Linked DNA regions of Mus musculus: region 1 is linked to region 2. The links are chromatin contacts, called in public Hi-C maps. All regions are on one chromosome and are shown on one strand. The core of a region is the stretch at or near the end of the contact, and the rest is flanking DNA. Distances in the headings are between cores, read along the strand shown. Region 1 overlaps Ap1s2 (adaptor-related protein complex 1, sigma 2 subunit). Region 2 has its middle 67 kb from the start of Rnf138rt1.

Region 1 (4,249 bases), core at 684-3,183, 100 kb before region 2:
AGTGCTTTAGAAAAGTTACCTTCCCAGACCTCCCCTGGGCAACCACTGGCACTGGTGGAGGTGACATACAGAAAAAACACCATGGAACAAAAGCTTTTTTTGTCTTGATGTAAGAATGAATATTTGTTTTTAAATATTAAAGACAAATCAGCCAAATCTAAAAGAGATATTTAAAAAATTTCCAAACTGACCAATTTTATACACTACAAAAATAAAAAAGGACCATATAGGCCAGACGTTTGGCTATTACTAGCAACTTTAATAGATGAAAATAATGTAAGATTTTGTTAACCAATAATAAACTTACTTTTGCATCCTAATTATGAGACAGCACAAAACAAGGAAAAGAAAAATTAAATTACATCAGGAATCTTTAGAATGTTAGGTTGAATGGTAGGAATCTATACAGTGTCATCTTAAATGACTTAAACTCTGTTGTTTCCATATTTGGAAAACAAAAGTAGTAGTACTTACCTCCATGTGTTGAGAATGAGTTTAAGGCTCAATGCCTGATTTAAAGAAAGTGCTTCAACAAATATTAGCTGAAATCTAAATGAAGGGTTTAGCATTTAGTATTAAATACCATAGCCAAAAAATGTTCTTAGAATGCCTGTTAATATGCTTATCTAGTAATGAAATATGGGTGAAAATCAGCTTAAGTGGGAAAGGACACTTTTCAAAGAGGTAGTATAATCTATGAAGTACACTTGCCGCCCCAATTTTAACTTCAGTGTAATCAGGTTACAGATCTAAGAAAGTTGGAGGATAAAAGAGAAAGGTAAACACTGCCACAAGAATATAATCACCTAAATAGGAATGTGGCAAACTGGTATTAAAAGGTGTTTGGTTTTTAATGGCAAAGACTAGGGGGAAAAACAGGCTTGCTAAAAATTGAGGGACTGAAGGCCTATGAACCATCTGATATAAAATGTCTTTGGAACCTAATTTAACTGTAAGAAGTCATTCATTCCCCTGACAATTAGGAAAATGGAGCCAATCACAAGACAAAAGTAGTTCTTGTTCATTTTGTGTGGTGTGCTTCTTAGCTGTTAGGAACACTTTAATACTGGAGCACTAAAGGTGAAGTAGCACTTTGTGCCTGAGGCGCATGTGAGGTTGATAACTGCTGTTGTTGAATGATGTGTGTATGAATCCTTTCTTTGGGATTCTCTGTTTTTGTCTAGATGTTTTCATGATAGGTTTTTTTTTTTTTTTTTAAAGACAGTCTAACAACAGTAGCAATAGAGTCCCATCTCCCCTGCTTAAAATGTTTGGCTTTTATAACCATTAAATATACTGAGAGTGACATCTGAACCACTTAACTATTTCATACTGTGGGCTGAGTAATGGTTAAAATGGTGAATTCTATGTTTTTTTTTCTTACAATTTAAAACATTACCTGGAAAAATGAAAATGTAAAATATTTTATCAAAAGAGGTGGAAAAGAAAATAGTCATTGTCCTGAGTCAAAGGACATGTGAATTTAAAAGTGCTTCCACCTAATACCAACTCAAAGGAAAACTTCATGGAACCCTGACTTTGTTAAAGCATCATTACACTGCATTTTATACAGTTCATATGCTCAGCATCTCTAGATAAAAATGCCCTATAACTATTCCCTAAAGCTCATCACATTTCTCCAAGGTGCTCACTGCCTGTGCTCTGGAGAGAATCATGTTGCTTTTTGAACATGCATTATTTAATAATATATGTCCTTTCTAAAGGTCTGGTTTAATTTACACATTATATTCCTTTAAGACTGGACAAGTTCAATGTTTTTACAAAGTGTTTGTAATACAAAATGTAATTTTTGCAAGTTGACACTGAAATTGTAGCTCAAAATTATTTAGGGAAACAATTAAAATAGAATGGTTGTTACCAGGGCCTGCCTTCAGTAAGAGAGAAATGGGAAGTAGTTGGCTGGTGAGTTATGTAATTTCAGTTCTGCAAGCTGAAAAAGTTCTGGGGATCTGTTGTACAACAATGTGAATATACTTAGTACTATTGTAGGCTCAGAAATTGTTATTTTTTAAAAATCACAACTTAAAAAAATTACCTGGAGAGATGAAAATATAAAATGTTATTTTATCAAAAAGGATGGAGAAGAAAGAAGTCATTCACATGAGACAAAGTACATGCAATACTTTATTTCAGACATGCAGGAAAAGCTATTTGAGAATGTGCTAATTTAAAGCAAGCAGCTGTATACAGATACCCCCTCCCCCTCACAAAAACACAACATTTTGTTACAGCTCAGCACACAGCATCCAAAACAAACAGGCATGAGACAATGCATATTTATGCAACATTAAAATCAGGTGAACAACATGTAGTGTGGGAGGATGGGAAAAATGGAAATGAAAGACCAATGTTTTGTGAAGTTTCAGATGGTAATGGAGAGAGCTGACCTGTACAGCTGCCTAACACTACATTTCCTAAGACATTTTATAGATCTTCTTTCAGTGGGAAACTCATTTGGGTACCTTCTGAAGTTCCTAGAGTTTTTGGCATATTTAGTTTTTGTCTTTTGAGACAGGGATGCCCTAGGTACTATAGTAACTCATCTTGCTCCTGCATCAGCCTCCCAGGTACTAGGATGACAGGCATGCACTACCATGCCACTTAAGTTACTGTTTAGTAACAATTTACTTAGGTTTTAAACTCTCTAGATAGACAAATGAGTTATCTGGTATTTTAATAGTAGAATTTGATAAATATTATTAAAAGCATATTTTTATAAAATTAATATTAAAAACTTTTAGTATTCCAAAATATACAACCATTGTTAACACAGCACTGAGTGTTTAGAAGAAGGCTTAATATATTAATTAGGAAGCCATTAACTAATAAGTATAAATGTTTGAATATTGAAAATGAATATCAGAATTTTGTATCACATAAGTAGGCTCAGTACTACTGACTCAAGGGCTGTTACTGAGCAACAATACAAGAAACTTTGTGACATAGCTTTCTGATAGTTCTTAAAGGACTTTTGACACTGCATAAATGTGGCTTAATAAATATTGGCAATACAAAATTTCTTAAAAATTGAAATGTTTTAACCTTAGATCTTAGAGAATTATACAATTGATTTTTTTCTTATATTGCTTCAACACATTTTTATGTGATACTGTCCAACATATTAGCTTGTACAGACTATAAAGTAATCTTAGTGCTAAATAAAGCTTGGTTTTCTTCAACAGTGGAAGATCAAACTACATTAAATATTGTGGTGCTCCTAATTTTGCCTGAGTTCCTAACTATTTTCTTTGGTAAACATTTGTGATTGTTCCCGGTCTTTCTCTTATACCCTCATAAGATTAATCACAGATGATTTACTAATGATAACTTGTATGTGTTTAGAATATTAAAACATTCACAAGTCATATTTTGTAAAGAAGAAATCAGTAGTAGACAGAAAAAACTATGTCATATCATATACAGAATAAATAGAATTAGGAATAGGCACAGAAAAATACAATCATAAAGGTACTAGCTATAAAATGCTATATATTATTTTACAGGAGAATTAGTCACCAAGCTGAGGACATTTTCTTTCATAAGTATATCAGTTCTCTATTTCCTCTGTGAAAGTCTGCATAGTCGATGAGCAGTCATTAGTACACAGGGACATTAAAATATTCATGGCGTGGCTACAAAAGAAATGCATATATTCTTACACACAGTACACAAGCTGATGGAGACACAATCAGAATGTTTAGTTCACAGTAAAATGATCTAAAGCATCAGATTTGCTTTTGTTCTTTGGTTTGTGGCTGAACACTTAAGTTCTTAATGCCCAGTTCAGATTTATCTTTTTCAAGTTCATGGTATGTAACAGTAAACAAGATAACCTACATTTCACAGAATCCTAAAGCACTGTACTTACTACTAATCTGAGAAGATTGCCAGTTTAAGTAAATGCTAATTAGTGGCAAGTTCAGTTAGAAAACTCCCTTTCACCAGTGTGTCACATTCATCAGGGTCCTATTACACTAAGGAGAGGTCCAGAGAAAAGGCTTCCTCCCAACAAGTTAAAACTAGCCATCATATGGTATTGTTAAGTATGAAAGCTTTTAATTGTTGACTTACTTTAAAAAAATGTGACTTTGAAGCTAAAAGATTAATTTTTTTGAAAGTCCTCAAAATGATTCTAAGGAACTCCCTAAAATTTTTAAACATCTGCTTATAAATATATCTGACAAGATGTTAGATGTTTTCACATCAAAAAGTGACAAAAATATCCCAA
Region 2 (4,016 bases), core at 911-3,410:
GCCTCTCTTCCCAATGATGGCTGACTAGGCCATCTTCTGCTACATATGCAGCTAGAGACACGAGCTCTGGGAGTAATGGTTAGTTCATAATGTTGTTCCACCTATAGGGTTGCAGACCCCTTCAGCTCTTGGGTACTTTCTCTAGCTCCTACATTGGGGGCCCTGTGTTACATTCTATAGATGACTGTGAGCTTCTGTATTTGCCAGGTACTGGCAAAGCCTCACAGGAAACAGCTATATCAGGGTCCTTTCAGGCAAAATCTTGCTAGCATATGCAATAGTGTCTGCGCTTGGTGGCTGATTATGGGATGGACCCCTGGGTGGGGCAGTCTCTGGATGGTCCATCCTTTCGTCTTAGCTCCAAACTTTGTCTCTACAACTCCTTTCATGGGTATTTTGTTCCCTATTCTTAGGAGGAATGAAGTATCCATGCTTTGGTCTTCTTTCTTGATTTTCTTGTGTTTTGGAAGTTGTATCGTGGGTATTCTAGGTTTCTGAGCTACTATCAACTTATCAGTGAGTGCATATCAAGTGACTTCTTTTGTGTTTGGGTCACGTCACTTGGGATGATATCCTCCAGATACATCCATTTGCCCAAGAATTTCATAAATTCATGGTTTTTAATAGCTGAGTAGTACTCCATTGTGTAAATGTACCACATTTTCTGTATCCATTCCTCTGTTGAGGGACTTCTGGATATTGTAAGTAGGGCTGCTATGAACATAGTGGAGCATGTGTCTTTATTACCAGTTGGGACATCTTCTGGGTATATGCCCAGGAGAGGTATTGCTGGACCTACCAGTAGTACTATGTCCAGTTTTCTGAGGAACCTCCAGACTGATTTCCAGAGTAGTTGTACCAGCTTGCAATCCCACCAGCAATGGAGGAGTGTTCCTCTTTCTCCACATCCTTGCCAGCATCTGCTGTCACCTGAATTTTTGATCCTAGCCATTCTGACTGGTGTGAGGTGGAATTCTTTTCTTTTCTTTTCTTTTCTTTTCTTTTCTTTTCTTTTCTTTCCTTTCCTTTCCTTTCCTTTCCTTTCCTTTCCTTTCCTTTCCTTTTCTTTTCTTTAGGTATTTTCTTCATTTACATTTCCAATGCTACCCCAAAATTTCCCCATACCCTCCCCCCACTCCCCTCCCCCCCCCCACTCTCACTTCTTGGTCCTGGCGTTCCCCTGTACTAAGGCATATAAAGTTTGCAAGACCAATGGGCCTCTCTTTCCACTGATGGCCGACTAGGCCATCTTCTGATACATATGCAGCTAGAGACACGAGCTCCGGGGGGGGGGGTACTGGCTAGTTCATATTTGTTGTTCCACCTATAGGGTTGCAGACCCCTTTAGCTCCTTGGGTACTTTTTCTAGCTCTTCCATTGGGGGCCCTGTGATCCATCCAATAGCTGACTGTGAGCATCCACTTCTGTGTTTGCTAGGCCCTGGCATAGTCTCACAAGAGACAGCTATATCAGGGTTCTTTCAGCAAAATCTTGCTAGTGTGTGCAATGGTGTCAGTGTTTGGAGGCTGATTATGGGATGGATCCCTGGGTATGGCAGTCTCTAGATGGTCCGTCCTTTTGTCTCATCTCCAAACTTTGTCTCTGTAACTCCTTCCATGGTTTTGTTCCTAATTCTAAGAAGGGGCAAAGTGTCTACATTTTGGTCTTCGTTCTTCTTGAGTTTTATGTGTTTGTAGATTGTATCTTGTATCTTGGGTATTCTAAGTTTCTTGACTAATATCCACTTATCAGTGAGTACATATCATGTGAGTTCATTTACCACAAACATTTTCAATGAAAATTATTTGCATTTGAGACTTTCCTGTTGACAACTTGCAGGTATTCACAAACAGAAATAAGGAGACTGACAGATTCTGGACAGATGCTAGCTACTCTTATATAAAGATCCTAGGGGCTCAGCAGTCAATAACCTATTCATGAGGGTGGAGTTAGGTGTGTGTGCATAGAGTTATGGTATCTGTCTTAGTTGCTTTTCTGTTGTTCTGATAAAATAGGCTGGGGAAGTTAAGGAAGAAAGGGCTTTTATTTTTAGCTTACAGCTCATGGTACAGTCCACCACACTGGGGAAGTCAATGCAGCAGGAACTTAAAGCAGCTGATCCTGTTACATGCACAGTCAGGAGAGAACAATGAATGTACACACACACACACACACACACACACACACACACACGTTATTGCTCAAGTCTTTTTTCTTTACTCCTATATAGCCCAGGATCTCCTGCCTAGGGAACAGTGCCACCTACAGTTGCTGAGTCTTGCTATCTCAACTAACATAATAAAGATAATCCCCCACAGATATGCTTAGAGGCCCTTCCAGGTAATTCTAGATTATGGCGAGGTTGACAATGAGGGATAATTGTCACTTATTGTCCTAGTATCTTTCCACGTAGGTTAAGGAGCATTCAGGCTAAAGAGTAATACTACTTTCTTTCATTTATGTAATATGAAGCAAGTGGCATAGACTCTTGGGATATAGGAGGGAAGAACGTGCCCTTGTGGAGCTTTTTTTCAAGATGATAACAAACAAAAGATGCAATATAGAAACCATATACCATGTTGAAAAGTGATACTGACTGTACCTTTGGATTGCATACCCAGAGCTTCAGTAGCCACATGGGATACACGAGCCAATGGCATAGAGCAAATTAAGAGGGCAGAAGTCCAGGAATGTATTTCATACAGCCAGACAAAAAAGCTTCAAGGTAAAAAATAAAAACAAAACAAAACAAAATAAAAACCAAGACCAAACATGTTAGCACTAATCTTGTGAAGATAAACACTGTGAACAATGAAAAGGAGAAAAGAGTGAACAGAGCTTTTGAAAATATCTAGATGGAACTTGCATATTTCTCCAAAGGCCATTCTCTTGAGCTTCTGCAGAGAGCTGATTCCTCAACAGCACCATAAAAACGAAGGAGCTAATGTCATCCAAGCTACAAGATTAATGACTCCATTGGGATACAGTGATGGCGTGTCAAATTTCCCCAAAAGATCAATAAATTAAATGTTTTATACAACTCTTTTAAAAATGTGGTACTAGCCATGGAAATATAAAAAAGTGTGGAACGTGATAAGGGACACTGAGTGTGGGAGGAAAAGGAGAACCACTGGAGAATTTTTGAGCTGAGAACACAACAAGATCTTGCTTTGGCTGCCAAAAGTCCATCCTGGCTGCTAGGTAGTATGGGGAAGGGATAACTTTAGGCAAGGAGACATACTGAAGAGGGGCACTATTACAGTTTTCCTAGCAAGGGGCAAGGTGCTTGGATCATGGCAATACAAATGGAGTAGTAAGCACCTGGACATTTTCAAAGTAAAGTTCTCAAAGTTTCTTCATGAATAGGGTGAACTTGAGAAAGTATCAAGTTGTTTCCCTCAGTAACTGAAAGGTAATTATTGATATTCTCTGAGATGGGGAAGGCTGTTGGTAGAGCCAATGTTTCAGGGAGAAGACTTTAAGATGGTGAGTTTGAGACGGTCATCACATACGTCTGTTGAGTACATGATTAGATTGTAAAACCTAGAAGTTGAAGAGGAATGCATGTGGGGATATAGCTGAAGATAGTTATGTATGTAGAATTTGAAGTTGAGTTAGAGTGATGTTGTGGAGAGAGACAGGAAAAGAGAGATGGGACTGAGCCTTGGAACATTCAAGAAAAGAGAAGCAAGCAAAGACTAAGAAGAGAAACCAGATAGATGGGAACACCAAGACCAAATTAGGGTCTTGGATACCAAATTAGGAACAAGTATATCTACAATAAACAAATAAGGTTCAGTGAAATGACTTGCCAAATAAAGGCACTTGAGGTGTAACTTTGATCACCTGATTTCCATCCCTTATTCCATAATGGAAGGTGAGAACTTACTCTACATTGCCCACTGACCTGCATGGTATTTGTGTCTCCCTCCCTCATGATAAGTAGAAAATTAAAAGAAAACAATGCAATTATTTGAATTAAATGATTCACATTTAAGTGGGTGTTTTAATTAATA

Evidence for each region. Hi-C and Micro-C count contacts between places; a contact is called where the count stands out from the background.
Region 1: a contact with region 2 is called in a Hi-C map of bone marrow-derived macrophages, with 4 times the contacts expected there. The contact joins two enhancer-like sites. A contact is called at or near these places in 12 of 39 promoter capture datasets (the 3T3-L1 cell line, 3T3-L1-derived adipocytes, the C10 cell line and 7 more), 5 of 15 datasets of contacts at CTCF or cohesin (CD8 T cells, the NIH/3T3 cell line, large pre-B cells and 2 more), 55 of 484 Hi-C or Micro-C datasets (the 3T3-L1 cell line, 3T3-L1-derived adipocytes, B cells and 30 more), 5 of 115 datasets of contacts at active chromatin or transcription factors (CD8 T cells, astrocytes, bone marrow-derived dendritic cells and 2 more) and 3 of 9 other capture datasets (adipose tissue, liver and pancreatic islet).

What each region holds. Positions count from the first base shown.
Region 1 is chrX:163,927,430-163,931,678 of GRCm38.p6, reverse strand. Ap1s2 (adaptor-related protein complex 1, sigma 2 subunit) reads right to left here. Exons shown (of 6, transcript NM_001290379.1): 5 at 308-316. Among named protein-coding and RNA genes, the nearest start is that of Gm52456, 20 kb to the right of the region's middle. Within about 2 kb of position 1,933, at least 1 of the 459 cell types and tissues checked has an H3K27ac peak or open chromatin away from gene starts, as enhancers often do. A contact at or near this core is called in bone marrow-derived macrophages, where this site is marked.
Region 2 is chrX:163,825,870-163,829,885 of GRCm38.p6, reverse strand. It overlaps the pseudogene Gm20188. Among named protein-coding and RNA genes, the nearest start is that of Rnf138rt1, 67 kb to the right of the region's middle. Within about 2 kb of position 2,160, at least 10 of the 459 cell types and tissues checked have an H3K27ac peak or open chromatin away from gene starts, as enhancers often do. A contact at or near this core is called in bone marrow-derived macrophages, where this site is marked.